Regions from separate parts of the Capsicum annuum genome. Here region 1 is linked to region 2. The links are chromatin contacts, called in public Hi-C maps. All regions are on one chromosome and are shown on one strand. The core of a region is the stretch at or near the end of the contact, and the rest is flanking DNA. Distances in the headings are between cores, read along the strand shown. Region 1 holds the start of LOC107877547. Region 2 holds the start of LOC107876310 (V-type proton ATPase subunit H).

Evidence for each region. A called contact is a pair of places that touch in the nucleus more often than the background predicts.
Region 1: a Hi-C map of leaf shows a contact between it and region 2, with 2.3 times the contacts expected there. The contact joins the promoter of LOC107877547 here to the promoter of LOC107876310 in region 2. A contact is called at or near these places in 4 of 5 Hi-C or Micro-C datasets (bud, leaf and placenta).

What each region holds. Positions count from the first base shown.
Region 1 is chr7:2,852,465-2,858,876 of UCD10Xv1.1, forward strand. LOC107877547 reads left to right here and starts at 2,536. Exons shown (of 3, transcript XM_016724215.2): 1 at 2,536-3,041; 2 at 5,380-6,412. The coding sequence starts at 5,407.
Region 2 is chr7:2,616,392-2,623,307 of UCD10Xv1.1, forward strand. It overlaps LOC107876310 (V-type proton ATPase subunit H), which reads left to right and starts at 3,338. Exons shown (of 12, transcript XM_047415092.1): 1 at 3,338-3,524. It overlaps LOC107877543 (pentatricopeptide repeat-containing protein At4g30825, chloroplastic), which reads left to right. Exons shown (of 2, transcript XM_016724208.2): 1 at 1-1,068; 2 at 1,889-2,230. The coding sequence ends at 1,009.

The DNA.
Region 1 (6,412 bases), core at 1,286-3,785, 240 kb after region 2:
ACGGCGCAAACGGATCCTTTTTGACCATTTTCAGTGGGTGTTGACCATGACTCGGTGGGTGGGCCCAGGGCTCAGTGGAGTATCTGGGTGAAAAATCCATCGATTGCCCCCCGCGCGGGCTGTGGAGCGGATGTAGGTGGTTCGGCGGGGCCGCCTGGATTATTTTGGTGGTCAAACGGGCAAAACAGGTCCTTTTTTGCCGTTTTCAGTGGGTGTTAGCCCACATTTCGTGTTTGGTTAATTAACATTTTCGTAAAAATATTGTTCGAAAATAAGTTTCTGAAAAATGAAAAAAACGATTTCATGAAAGTAGGGATAGATTCTTATGACAGAGATGATAAAATTATCTGGTTATTTATTAACTCAATCTAGTTTTACTCATTTAATTTCGATCAAATCGATATCCGTCCATTTAACACTCGTTAATATGATGATTCAACATACGTACAAAAGTTACCCGAGTTTCGAAAAACTCACACCCGATATTCTAGATCCGCCCCGATATATATTTTATTAATTATCTTACAATCAGCATGATGGAACATTGAATAAGTAGTATGGTTGGCCATGAATAAGACATACATTATAAATTTATTTATTAAAATAATTATTAATAGCCGTTACAATCGACCCATATTTTAACCACTTTTTAAAAACATTTAAAGTCCAACTTAAACATTGACATGCCCCCATGTGTAATTATGTGGTTTTTTCTTTATTTAAAGAAAAAGTGACAAGTGTAATTATATTGTTTGTTTGATAAAAATAAATTAATAAAATATAAAACTTGATATTTGTTTGTGTCCGTTTGAAAGAAAAAAAAGAAGATAATGAAGATATAAAATTATTTTGAATAGACACTCGTCTAGAGACAGACTCAGGATTTAAGGATCGCGGAGGTACTATTATTTTAACGCAAACGCTAATGAAACTTTTAGTGATAATTAAAGGATAATGTCGCATTCGATTGATCACTAGTGACGTGATCAACGACGAAGATGCGAATATGTAGATTGAATATGAGTTCTAAGCTGATAGTAAGACTTTTAACTCTATCGAACTGTCGAGAGCGATAGCTCAATAGTCATGCACGTCTGATTTTCAGATAACGAAAAGGTGACACTGGATTCGATCTGGCGTCATTAGCTGAGGGAAGTACTCACACATACATATACAAAGTTTTTTTTTCAAAGTTAACAGATGCACATACACCTCCACGACTCGACCTTTATAAGTGGATTTACTTTTGTCTTCGACTCGAGTAAAACATATACAAAAATAAATATAATAGCAAAAAATTTGAGTTCTTTTTTTTTGGTTTCCCACTCGGTGTTCGGTATCCGCATTGGAACACCGACTAATTCGGATTGCACACTGCATGGCCTATTCCGGAGATGGCGCTCCCAATAAGATTTTCTTTATACCCAGAGCTCGAACTCGGGACGTCCGATAAAAAAGTCAAGTTGAAAGCAATAAAGAATAGAAAAGTAATGATGATTAAGCTCAAATAAAGCTTAAAACAACATTTAAATAACTAACAACACATAATCAATCTCCAAATGTAATAAAAAATTCAAATTTCATATAATATAATAAGTGATTTTGTGAAATCATAATAGACAGCACAGAAATAAAGCAGTGGACATTGATATAAAAATCATACTTTTAACAATTTTATTTTGCCACGAAACTCCAACAAATATTATCAAGTCAAATCATATTGTCATGACTCATGACATTATTCTTAAACTACATGATTAATACTAGAAACAATAATTATATACAAATATTTACTCCCGTCCTAGTTTATGTGACACTTTCGCTTCAGGAGAGTTAAATAGTTGAAATTTGACTACAAAATCTTTAAATTTTTCGAAATAAAATTTATTTATTTGGAAACTACTGTAAAAAGTACTATAAGTAACTATAATTGATAGTTCAATGAGGATAAATTACTATCAAGGATAAATTTATTTGAATATCACAATTCAAATAATAACACATAAATTGAAAGAATTGAAAAATCTGCCACTACCATTACAGAAATCTAGTGAAATAGTTAAGATTCTTCGATCCTCAATATGAGGTCTCGTGTTAGATCCATGAACATGAGAAAAAAAAAAAGCGAGAATCCCACTTTTTAGTCTTGATAATTGCAAAATAATTATTGTCACGAAGTTTCAAACGATGAGTATTTTTTTAATTACGATATTGAAAAGTGGCTAGCTCGCTCTATTATTACTGGAGAAATTCCTTATAGAAAATACTTCCCATTTAATATGTCAAGAGTTTAAATTAATCTGATCGACTAACTTTAACTACTAGATGACAACAATAACAATAACTAATTTAGTATAATTTCACAAATAGTAATATAATAACCGCATGAGCCAACCAACACACTTTTAAAATCTTTCTTTTAAAACCTCATAGATAAAACCAATAATATTTTTTAATTATGTATTTTATTACTTTTAATTATTTATTTTATTTTTAATTAGTATTAATTAAGAGGATAAAATCAAGATATTAATTAATCATCATCTAGAAAAATGGGGTGGCATTAACAAGACAGCCAAAATCTAGGACTACCTTCCCTTTTAGTAAAAGACAAATCAACAAACCGTTATAAAAAAAAAACAATTTTTTTTTTATTATCTGAAAAATAATCTTGATCATTTTTCCACTAGTGGGGTTCTTTTTTTTTTTCTTTTTTTTACACAAGATTTTTTTATTTTTTTTTCAATTCTTGAATTGTTTTTTGGGCTTGTAGTTGTGGGGTTGTTAAAGAATGAGCATTTCTTGATTTTTTTTGAAAGAAAAAAAAAAGGTTATAGCTTTGGTTGTTCATATATTGAGGTAAATATCAAGAAAATAAATTTTGGGTTCATTTTCTTTTCTTTTTTCAAAAAAAAATTGATTCTTTGAATCAAAATTTCACATTTGTGAAGAGAAAAGGAAGAAGGAGAAAGATGGGTGATTTGGAGGTGATTGGTTCAATTCTTGTGGATTTATCAGACTTTTTTCTGTTGTAAAATAAGGTAAATTTGAAATTTCTTAGCTTTGTGTATGTAGTGATCATTTTGTTATATTGTTTTTAATGTTTGAGATTGGATGTTTCTTGATATAAAGGTTATATATTTGATATTGCTCTTTAATGTTGAGATGGCCTCTATGAGGTAGGGTAAGGTTTGCGTACAGTCTATCCTTCCCAGACTCCATTTATGGGATTACATTGTGTATGTTATTGTTGTTGTAATGTTGAGATTGCCCAACAACGACATACCTTATGTATTCCCACAACTGAGGTATGGGCAGTGGTGAAACCAGGATTTTCATTGAGGGGATTCAAAAGTATATATACGAACTAGTCGAAGGGGTTCAACATCTACTACATGTGCATAAAAATATTTTTAACTATGTAAAAATAGTATAAAAACGGTATAATTTTCTGTACAAGAAGGTTCGGATGAACCCCTGGAGCTAAGGTGGCGCCGCCACTGGGTATGGGAGAGTAGCGCATACTCAGGCCTTACCCCCATACCTTGGAAGGTAAAGATGGTAATTTCCGATGGACCACAGCTCAAGAATGTTGAGATTGCTTGTTTCTTGATATAATGATTGCATATTTCATATTGCTCTTTAAGGTTGAGATTACCTCTACAAGGTAGGGGTAAGGTTTGCGTATAGTCTATACTCCTCAAACTCCATTTATGGGATTGCATTGGGTATGTTATTGTTGTTGCTGTTGTTGTTCGTAATGTTGAGATTGCCTAACAACAACATACATTGTGTATTCCCACAAGTGAGGTATGGGAGAGTAGCGTACTCAGGCCTTACCCCCATACCTTGGAAGGTAGAGATGGTAATTTCCGATGGACCACGGCTCAAGAATGTTGAGATTGCTTGTTTCTTGATAGAATGATTGGATATTTCATATTGCTCTTTAAGGTTGAGATTGCCTCTACGAGGTAGGGGTAAGGTATGCGTACAGTCTATCCTCCCCAGACTCCGTTTATGGGATTACATTAGGTATGTTATTGTTGTTGTTGTAATGTTGAGATTGCCTAACAACAACATACCTTGTGTTCCCACAAGTGAGGTATGGGAGAGTAGACTGTACGCAGGCCTTATCTCGCTACCTTGGAAGGTAGAGATAGTAATTTCCAATGGACCATGGCTCAAGAATGTTGAGATTGCCTATATATGAGTTAGACATAATGTCTACGTACCTTCTATCCTTCCCAAAGCCCACTTGTGGGATTACACTGGGTATGTTATTGGTGTTGTTGTTGTTGTCGTCGTTGTAATGTTGAAATTGCCTAACAACAACATACCTTGTGTATTCCTACAAGTGAGGTATGGGAGAGTAGAGTGTACACAGGACTTACCCTCCTATCTTGGAAGGTAGAGATGGTAATTTCCTATGGACCACAGCTCAAGAATGTTGAGATTGCCTGTTTCTTGATATAATGATTACATATTTCATATTTCTCTTTTAATGTTGAGATTGCCTGGGCGAGTTAGGGGTAAGGTCTTGGTACATTCTATCCTCTCCAGAACTCACTAGTGGGATTACACCGCGTATGTTGTTGTTGTAATGTTGAGATTGCCTAACAAAACATGCCCTATGTATTCGTACAAGTGGTGTATGGGGAAAGGTAGAGTGTACGCATACCTTACTCAGGTGATTTTCGATAGAGCGTCTGTTCAAGAATGCTGAGATTGCCTGTTTCTCAAATTAAATTTTTTTCTTTTTTCACTTTTTAGAAATGAATTTTGGATCTGATTCCTATTTCCAGTACTTACAATTTCATTTTTGTTGTCTAATGTTGCCATGAGATGACATTATATGGGGAGTATGGTCCGTGATCATTCTTATAGCTGACCTTAACTTGTTTTAGAACATTATATGGGAGTATGGTCCGTGATCATTCTTATAGCTGACCTTAACTTGTTTTAGACTAAGCCACTGGGGCATAGTTGTTGTATTTGATGACAGATAGTTGTTGTTGGTTAGTGAGGATTCATATAGCCGACCCTAACTTGTTTTAGACTGATGCATAGTTGTCGTTGTTGTTGTAATTGATGAGAAATGCAAAGGTCTTAAGACTTCGTTTTTGGATGAACACTAAATTGGTCAAAGTACCAAATGGGATTATGATTGTGATCTAAGTTGCTCGGACTCTCCAGAAATGTTGCTGCAACCGTGTCGAATCCTCCAAAATGTACTACTTTTGAAGGATCCAACCCGCACCCCATGACATTTTTGAAGAGTTCGAGCAACTTAGATTGTGATCATCGATGAAGTTTGAATTGTTAGTTATCATTCTTTCTTATTTTGTAATCTGCTAACTGATTCTTTTGTTATTATCACAGAAATCGTGTAGTTACTCTTCCGGTCAGATGGCTGAAAGTTATACGCCTCTACTTGATGTTGCTTCGTTGAAAGAAACGCTATGCGCTCAACAACAGCTTCTACAGAAGCTTTACAATGAGTTGGATGAGGAAAGAGAAGCCTCTTCCAGTGCAGCTAGTGAAGCGTTATCGATGATCTTGCGTCTGCAAGGAGAAAAAGCTGCAGTAAAAATGGAAGCTGAACAGTACAAGCGATTGGCTGAGGAGAAAATGTGTCATGCCGAGGAGTCGTTAGCCATTTTCGAGGATCTTTTCTACGGAAAAGAGATGGAGATAGCTGCGTTGGAGTATCAAGTGCAAGCTTATAGGTATAAGCTGTTGAGCATGGGCTGTATAGATCCCGGGGTTGGCGAATTCAAATATCCTGAGAATTTGTTGCAAAGAAACGAGATGTTAGCTGGCGAAATGAACCTCCAAGCGCTTGGAAGGCGTAACTCCGCCCCTCCTTTTCCTCTGAAAATTCCGAAGAGGGGTGCTATGGAAATAGATGATTCGAGTTCGGAAAGAGATTCAAATTCGAAAACAGTGGAGGAATATACAGGTCAAGAAGTGAGTGATCAACTGTCGGATACAGAGAAGAAGACTGATATTTCCACGACTGGAAGTATCAATTCGTATTGGCAACAGATACGGAAGTTGGATGATCGAGTGAAAGATATTACAGGAGTTAGCTATGCGAATATGAGGAGTGAAACGAGGTCTCCTTCACCACTTTCTCATAGAAGTATGAAGATGAGCAAATCGGAAGCTGAAATGTACCAGCCTAAGCTTCACATAAGCAAATCAGAAAACGACACACCTGCTGATCCTGGTTGTTCTCCGAATGTTCTTGATGTCTTTGAAGTGCCTCGTGCAGATAAGGATACCAATATTGATATTGGATTGCCTCCTAGACATGATCGTAAGATGGCTTTGCACAACGATGAAAGGCTCGAGCGACCAGATTCTGCCCAGCAAGAGGCTGTAAAATCATCGGTTAGAGATGAGGCTGATT
Region 2 (6,916 bases), core at 2,088-4,587:
TACGAACAATGATTTTGCTGAAGCTGAAAAGCTTTATCTAATGTTGAAGAATTCAGATGTCAAACTGGACACGATAACTTTCAGCGTTGTGGTAAGGATGTATGTGAAATCTGGAGCTTTAGAAGGAGCCTGCTCTGTGTTGGATGCAATGGAAAAACAAAAGGACATTGTTCCAGACACATATTTGCTCCGTGATATGCTCCGGATCTACCAGCGATGTGACAAGAAGGACAAATTGGCAGATCTTTATTACAAAATCGTGAAAAGAGGAGTCATCTGGGATCAGGAAATGTACAGTTGTGTCATAAACTGCTGTGCCCGTGCACTGCCAGTTGATGAGCTTTCAAGGCTTTTTGATGAGATGCTTAAACATGGATTCTTACCTAATACAGTCACCTTCAATGTTATGCTTGACGTATATGGAAAATCCAGGCTCTTCAAGAGGGCAAGAGAAGTTTTTTCGATGGCTAAAAAGTGTGGTCTGGCTGATGTTATCTCTTACAACACTCTCATAGCTGCATATGGGAGAAGCAAAGACTTCAAGAATATGTCATCAACCGTCAAGAAAATGCACTTCAATGGCTTTTCGGTTTCTCTTGAAGCCTACAATTGTATGTTGGATGCCTATGGGAAAGAAGGACAAATGGAGAAATTCCGTAATGTCTTGCAAAGACTGAAGGAATCTGGTCACTCTTCTGATCATTTCACCTACAACATTATGATAAACATTTATGGCGAGCTAGGTTGGATTGAAGAAGTTTCAGTTGTACTGGCCGAACTAAAAGAATCGGGAATTAGACCTGATTTGTGCAGCTATAACACATTAATTAAGGCATATGGAATTGCTGGAATGGTTGAAAGTGCAGTAGATTTGGTTAAGGAAATGCGCAAAAATGGAGTCAAACCTGATCGAATAACCTACACTAACCTAATCAACGCATTACGGAAGAATGATAAGTTTCTTGAGGCTGTTAAGTGGTCTTTATGGATGAAGCAGATTGGGTTATAGGTCCATTTTTCGCAAATATTTCTGTTAATCGTCGTGGCCCATTCATCTCTTCTTTAAAGGTAATACATGTATATACATATTGATCATCTTTGCATTGTTTCGTATAGTTTCGTGCTGATAGCTAGTGTCCAGCTTGCTGTACTTTGTTGCACTGTTTGGTATTCGAACCTTGATTACGCTGCAGAACTTTTACCTGTGTCATGCATATGTTAGTATCTAAACTGACTAATAAAGGCTGCACTGTGAGGGGTTGTAATGTAGGTAGCCTACCTTAATGCAAGCATCGATGGCTGATTCCACGGCTTGAACTCGTGACCTATAGGTCACATGGAGACAACTTCACATTACTCCAAGCCTCCCCTTGACTGTCTCATAAAAAATATAGAGATAATGGTGAAAAACACACCTGATGTACCACGTTTTTGTGAGTTTCCTACCTAAAGTCTATGTTGCTCGGACTCGTCAAAAATGTCAATGGGTGTGTATCAAATTCACCAAAAATAGTTTATTTTTGAAAAATCTGACACGGGTGCGACATCGAAAGTGAAGAGTCCGTGCAACTTAGCCTAAAGTATCATGTCTTTACTTTTCCTACCTGAACTATCACTAACTATTTATTGAAATAGACCTCAACCGTTAGTTGTTCCCTTTTCCTACTTGAACGATAGTGATATCTCAGGTAGGAAAAGGGGACAAAGCTTAGTTAAGGTATGTTTCGATAAACAGTTGGTGATAGTTCAGGTAGGAAACTCGCAAAAACATGATACTCAGTGCGTTTAAAGTGTACTTTCTGCCGACTCTCTAGAACTCGTGTAACTGCATGTCTTCCTACGTTAATTGCGTGCTTTCTAACATTATGACTCATTTTCGCGTTTTCAGGTCAAGGCTTGTATCCTTCTTGTATAATCGACACTATAGTTTTCAAGCAAAGGTCTTACCGAGAAGGGCTTGATCATCGGTGATGCTGATCATACATATGCAGCCGTCTACTCACAAGTTTCTGCAGCGTAATTTAAAGACAACTGCGTATCGATTGTAGCATAATGCCCCGTTAGTGTATAGTCATAACGTTCACACCCCGCCCTGCCCCATTGCCATCCCTACAGGAAGTCATCTATGTTGTAACACATTCTCTAGTCTTTTAGAATGTTTTAGCTTCTGTATGACTGAGCCTTTTATAGTATATAGTTTTAATAAAATTTCTGTCATTCTGTTATCTCCTTAATTCATTTCTTTTCAGTATATACAAATGAGAAAGTTTACATTTTTTTTGGGGGGTCTCACCTGGTGTCCGGTACCTATATTGTAGGCCCATTCTAGGGGTGCCGCTGCGAATAGAATTTTCTTCATACCCAAGGCTCGAACCCGAGAAAAAGAACCAAGAAGTTTTATTAAATTGGAAAATTTGTTGCTTTAATTGATCAATTTAATCTCATGTAACAATGTTTTATTCTTTTTTGATATGTAACAACTATTGAAAATAGTATGTAAGTACCATCCATTCTATTTTTGAATTATTTGTACCTTTACCGTCTAACTTTGAGTATATATATAACCTTGAACTATTGAAAATGATACGTATATGTCCTTCAGTTAAATAACGCGCGCCATGTGTCCTTATCCAAAAGGAATTAACCTATTTTTCCCTTAGCAATTTATTCCCTGACTAGTCGGAGAAATATTTTACTGCCGCAGTTGGAAGCAAGTTTGTCCACGACTATTTCTTGGCGAATAAGAAACAAAAGATAGTAACAAAATAACAGATAGTAGCAAAAACAATGATTATTACCAAATAATACCGCCAACAATCTCTGCGAAACCACAAACAACACACTAATGAGAAAGAATTATTTCAAGATAATTAATTTCGGGATTAGAGATCTCACCATATATATGAGATAACTTATCCATTACTATGATGTAAATGATGAGATAAATAATCTCGATACTAACTAATACCTCACACTGAATATGGAATAAAATATGAGATAACTTATCCATTACTATGATGTAAATGATGAGATAAATAATCTCGATACTAACTAATATCTCACACCAAATATGAAATAAAACAGTCCTTCATTTTATCTCGAGAATATTTATCCCTAATACCTCACCCAAACGAAAGCTCCAAAAACAAGATACTACCCGTGAAGCGTTACAATTACTAGCCCCAATCCTAACCCTAATACGCATCGTCAGCACCTTCCTATAATTAAATATCACATAAATTAAAATTAAAATCTACCAATAATTGTAAAAAACAAAAACTAATATTAATCCTTTTTTTTTCAATATTAAACTTACACGTGAAAATTGGTCTAGAAATTGCTTGATTTTTGTCCCTTTATAATTTCCTTTTATCCTATGGTTCTCCTCATTCATCAATTTTAGTCACCTTCTTGACCCCCCCCCCCCCCCCCCCCCAAAAAAAAAAACCCCACCCCACCCCAAGATTTGATCACCTATTTTTGCTCTAATCGCATTTGGTCACTTCCAAGTAATAATAATAAAGGTATCTTTTTATCTTCTTTTTTTTTTGGTTAATTTCAGTGTAATGTAAATCTCTTGTTAATTGACAAAAAAGAATTATGGGTTTTACTTTTTTTAATTAATAATTGTGGGTTTGGATCTTGGTTTTAGTTAGTGGGATAATAAGGTTTGAATTTGATAATTTGTGCTTTTCTGAGTTTGTTAATGTACGTATGATTTCTGAGTTTTATGTTTGATTTGGCTTTCAATAATGATGCATGCTTACCCCATTTGACTTTGATTGTGTGTGTTGTTGTTATTGTTGGGTTTTGCTGATTTCTTTGTTTCATGATTGTTTATGGGAGTAAAGTTTGAATCTTGAAGTGATTTTGATAGTGTTGTGATTGAAGTGATTTTGATAATTTGTGCTTTTCTGAGTTTGTTAATGTATGTATGATTTCTGAGTTTTGTGTTTGATTTGGCTATCAATAATGATGCATGCTCACCCCATTTGACTTTGATTGTGTTGTTGTTATTGTTGGGTATTGCTTATTTCTTTGTTTCATGATTGTTTATGGGAGTGAAGTTTGAATCTTGAAGTGATTTTGATAATTTATTCTTTTCTGAGTTTGTTAATGTTATGTATGATTATTCCATTTGACAGAATTTCTGAGTTTTGTGTTTGATTTGGCTATCAATAATCATGTATGATTACCCCATTTGACCTTGATTGTGTGTGTTGTTGTTGTTGTGTATTGCTTATTTCTGTGTTTCATGATTGTTTATGGGAGTAAAGTTTGAACCTTAAAGTGATTTTGATAGTATGTGCTTTTATGTGTTTGTTAATTAAAATGTATGTAAGATTATCCAATTTGATAGAATTTCTGAGTTTTATGTTTTATTGGCTATGAATAATTATGTATGCTTACCCCATTTGACTTGGATTGTGTGTTTTTGTTGTTGTTGTTGGGTATTGCTTATTTCTTTGTTTCACGATTGTTTATGGGAGTAAAGTTTGAATCTTGAAGTGTTTTGATTGAAGTAATTCAATCAGTTGATAATTTGATAATTTGTGTGGTTTTGTGGTGTGGTGGTGGTAGTGGGGATGTTGAGTCTTGAAGTGTTCTGATAATGGTGTGATTGAAGTGACTCAATCAGTGATAATTTGTGCCTTTTTGAGTTTGTTAATGTTAATGTATGTATGATTATCCCTTTTGACAGAATTTGTGAGTTTTATGTTTGATTAGCTATGAATAATGACGTATGCTTACCCCATTTGACTTGGATTGTGTGTGTTGTTGTTGTTGAGTATTGCTTATTTCTTTGTTTCATGATTGTTTATGGGAGTGAAATTTGAATCTTGAAGTGTTTTGATTGAAGTGATAATTTGTGTGGTCTTGTGGTGTGCTGGTGTTGAGTCTTGAAGTGATCTGATAATGGTGTGATCGAAGTGACTCAATCAGTGATAATTTGTGCTTCTTTGGGTTTGTTAATGTATGTATGCTTACCCCATTTGCAGAATGTATGTATGCTTACCTCAATTGGCAGAAATTTTCTGGGTTTTTCTTTCATTGACTGTAGTGGTCTTGGATTTTATCGGTTAATGGTGTGAAGCGATAATTTGTGCTTTTTTGGGTCTGTTGGTGTATGTATGCGTACCCCATCTGGAAGAATTTTTTGGCTTTTATGTTTGATACTTTGATTGACTATTATAGTTTTGGATCTTACATTTTGGTTTGGCTTAGGGGAACTGGGTATTATTATTTATTGAAATAAAGTTTGAGTCTTGAAGTAGCCGGCAAAGTTGCTGCCATGTGACCAGGGGTCACGGGTTCAAGCCTTGGAACAGCCCCTTGCTTAATTGTAAGGTGAGGCTGCGTACAATAGATCCTTGTGGTCGGGCCCTTCCCGGACTCTGTGCATAGCGGGAGCTTAGTGCACCGGGCAACCCTTTTTTTTTCCTTGAAGTAGTGAGCTTAATTAGCATGAGAGTTGGTGGAGAAAGTCGTCAGTGACATTCTTATATTGTTATGCTTTTCTGGGTTTGCTTGGATCAGTGATGTTGACTTTTACTTGTTCAGTAAGTTTTACTATGAATGTTGAAGCTGTTGCAATGAGATTATGGGGTCAACCTTCTCTTTGGATGTGTCGTCTTGTGGATTCTGTCAAACCTTTTACGTCAAATCTTTAGTTGCTCCTCAAGTTTCTACGACGATCTCCATGATTGAATGGCAAATTTACTCCCTGAACCTCTTTTTACCTAATGCATTGTCATTGAGCAACGGCACATCTTTTTAAAGTTTTTTACGGGTGTGTGTTTAAGGTATTTTGTTGCTAAAAACACTGATTTGTGCATTTTATGAGAAGATACATGCAGAAATTACAGAACCTCTTTAGCTATGCAGGGAGCTCAAAAAGTTTTATCTTATACGTTACTTAAAATATCAGATATACTACAAAAGTACATAATATGAGACATAAGCCTTTCAATTGCTGAATTGTCCTCTCGGTGTTAATAATTTTAAGTTCTTAACTAGTTGATATATCCTATGTGGATCTTTTACTTCCATCGTATTCTCTCTGTTTGTTTTACCAATTTTGTATGTGAGATAACCATACTAATATTAAATTATCTTACCACGTTAGGGAGAGATCTTCTGCTCGATTGTTCACCAAGTGTTAACTTAAATTTTGCCTAAAAACTGTAATGAAGCTGGTGCAAGTCAGTTTCAAGTCTAAGGAGGTAGATTTGGTCATTATGTCGGTAATATGGACTCAATATAAAGTGATGGGTCTAACTCTCGAAATAAAATCGTTGATTAGTTCATCAATAAGTTAAGGATTAGCAATGGTTTAGAGATTTAACGGATTTGGTCTTATCCATACTAGAGGAAAGTAATAAAGGACTATGCTTTATCACATAGGAGCCATGGAAGATAAAAATCTCGTAGCGGTTTTGAATGAGAAAGAAGTGAAGAATCTTCTTTTCGACAATGCAGTTGCTGCTTTTTTTTTTGTTACTCTGAAAGTAGTTTGTGCTTTAGCCGCTTGAATTTATGATCTAGACCTAGGTGGAGATCAGTTATACCATAGTAGTAAATTTCAGTTTAGTTTTGATTTAAAATTCTACTTCGATCAAATTTTCAAATTATGAATCCTTTCCTTCTCATAAGGCTGCGTACAATACACCCTTGTGGTGGGGCCTTCCCTAGACCCTGCACATAGCGGGAGCTTTAGTGCACCGGGCTGCCCTTTTTTCAAGTGAGGTGAAACAAGCTCAATTGATGACATTAATTTGTTGATAGTAGGTTTTGCAAGTGTTTGGGTGTTCTCTTTTCCGTTTATTTTCTGTATCTGTTGCCAAATTCATTTTTATTTCATAGGAATACGTTTATTTATCCTGTTTCTAGTTGGTATCTTTAAATGTGTGGAACC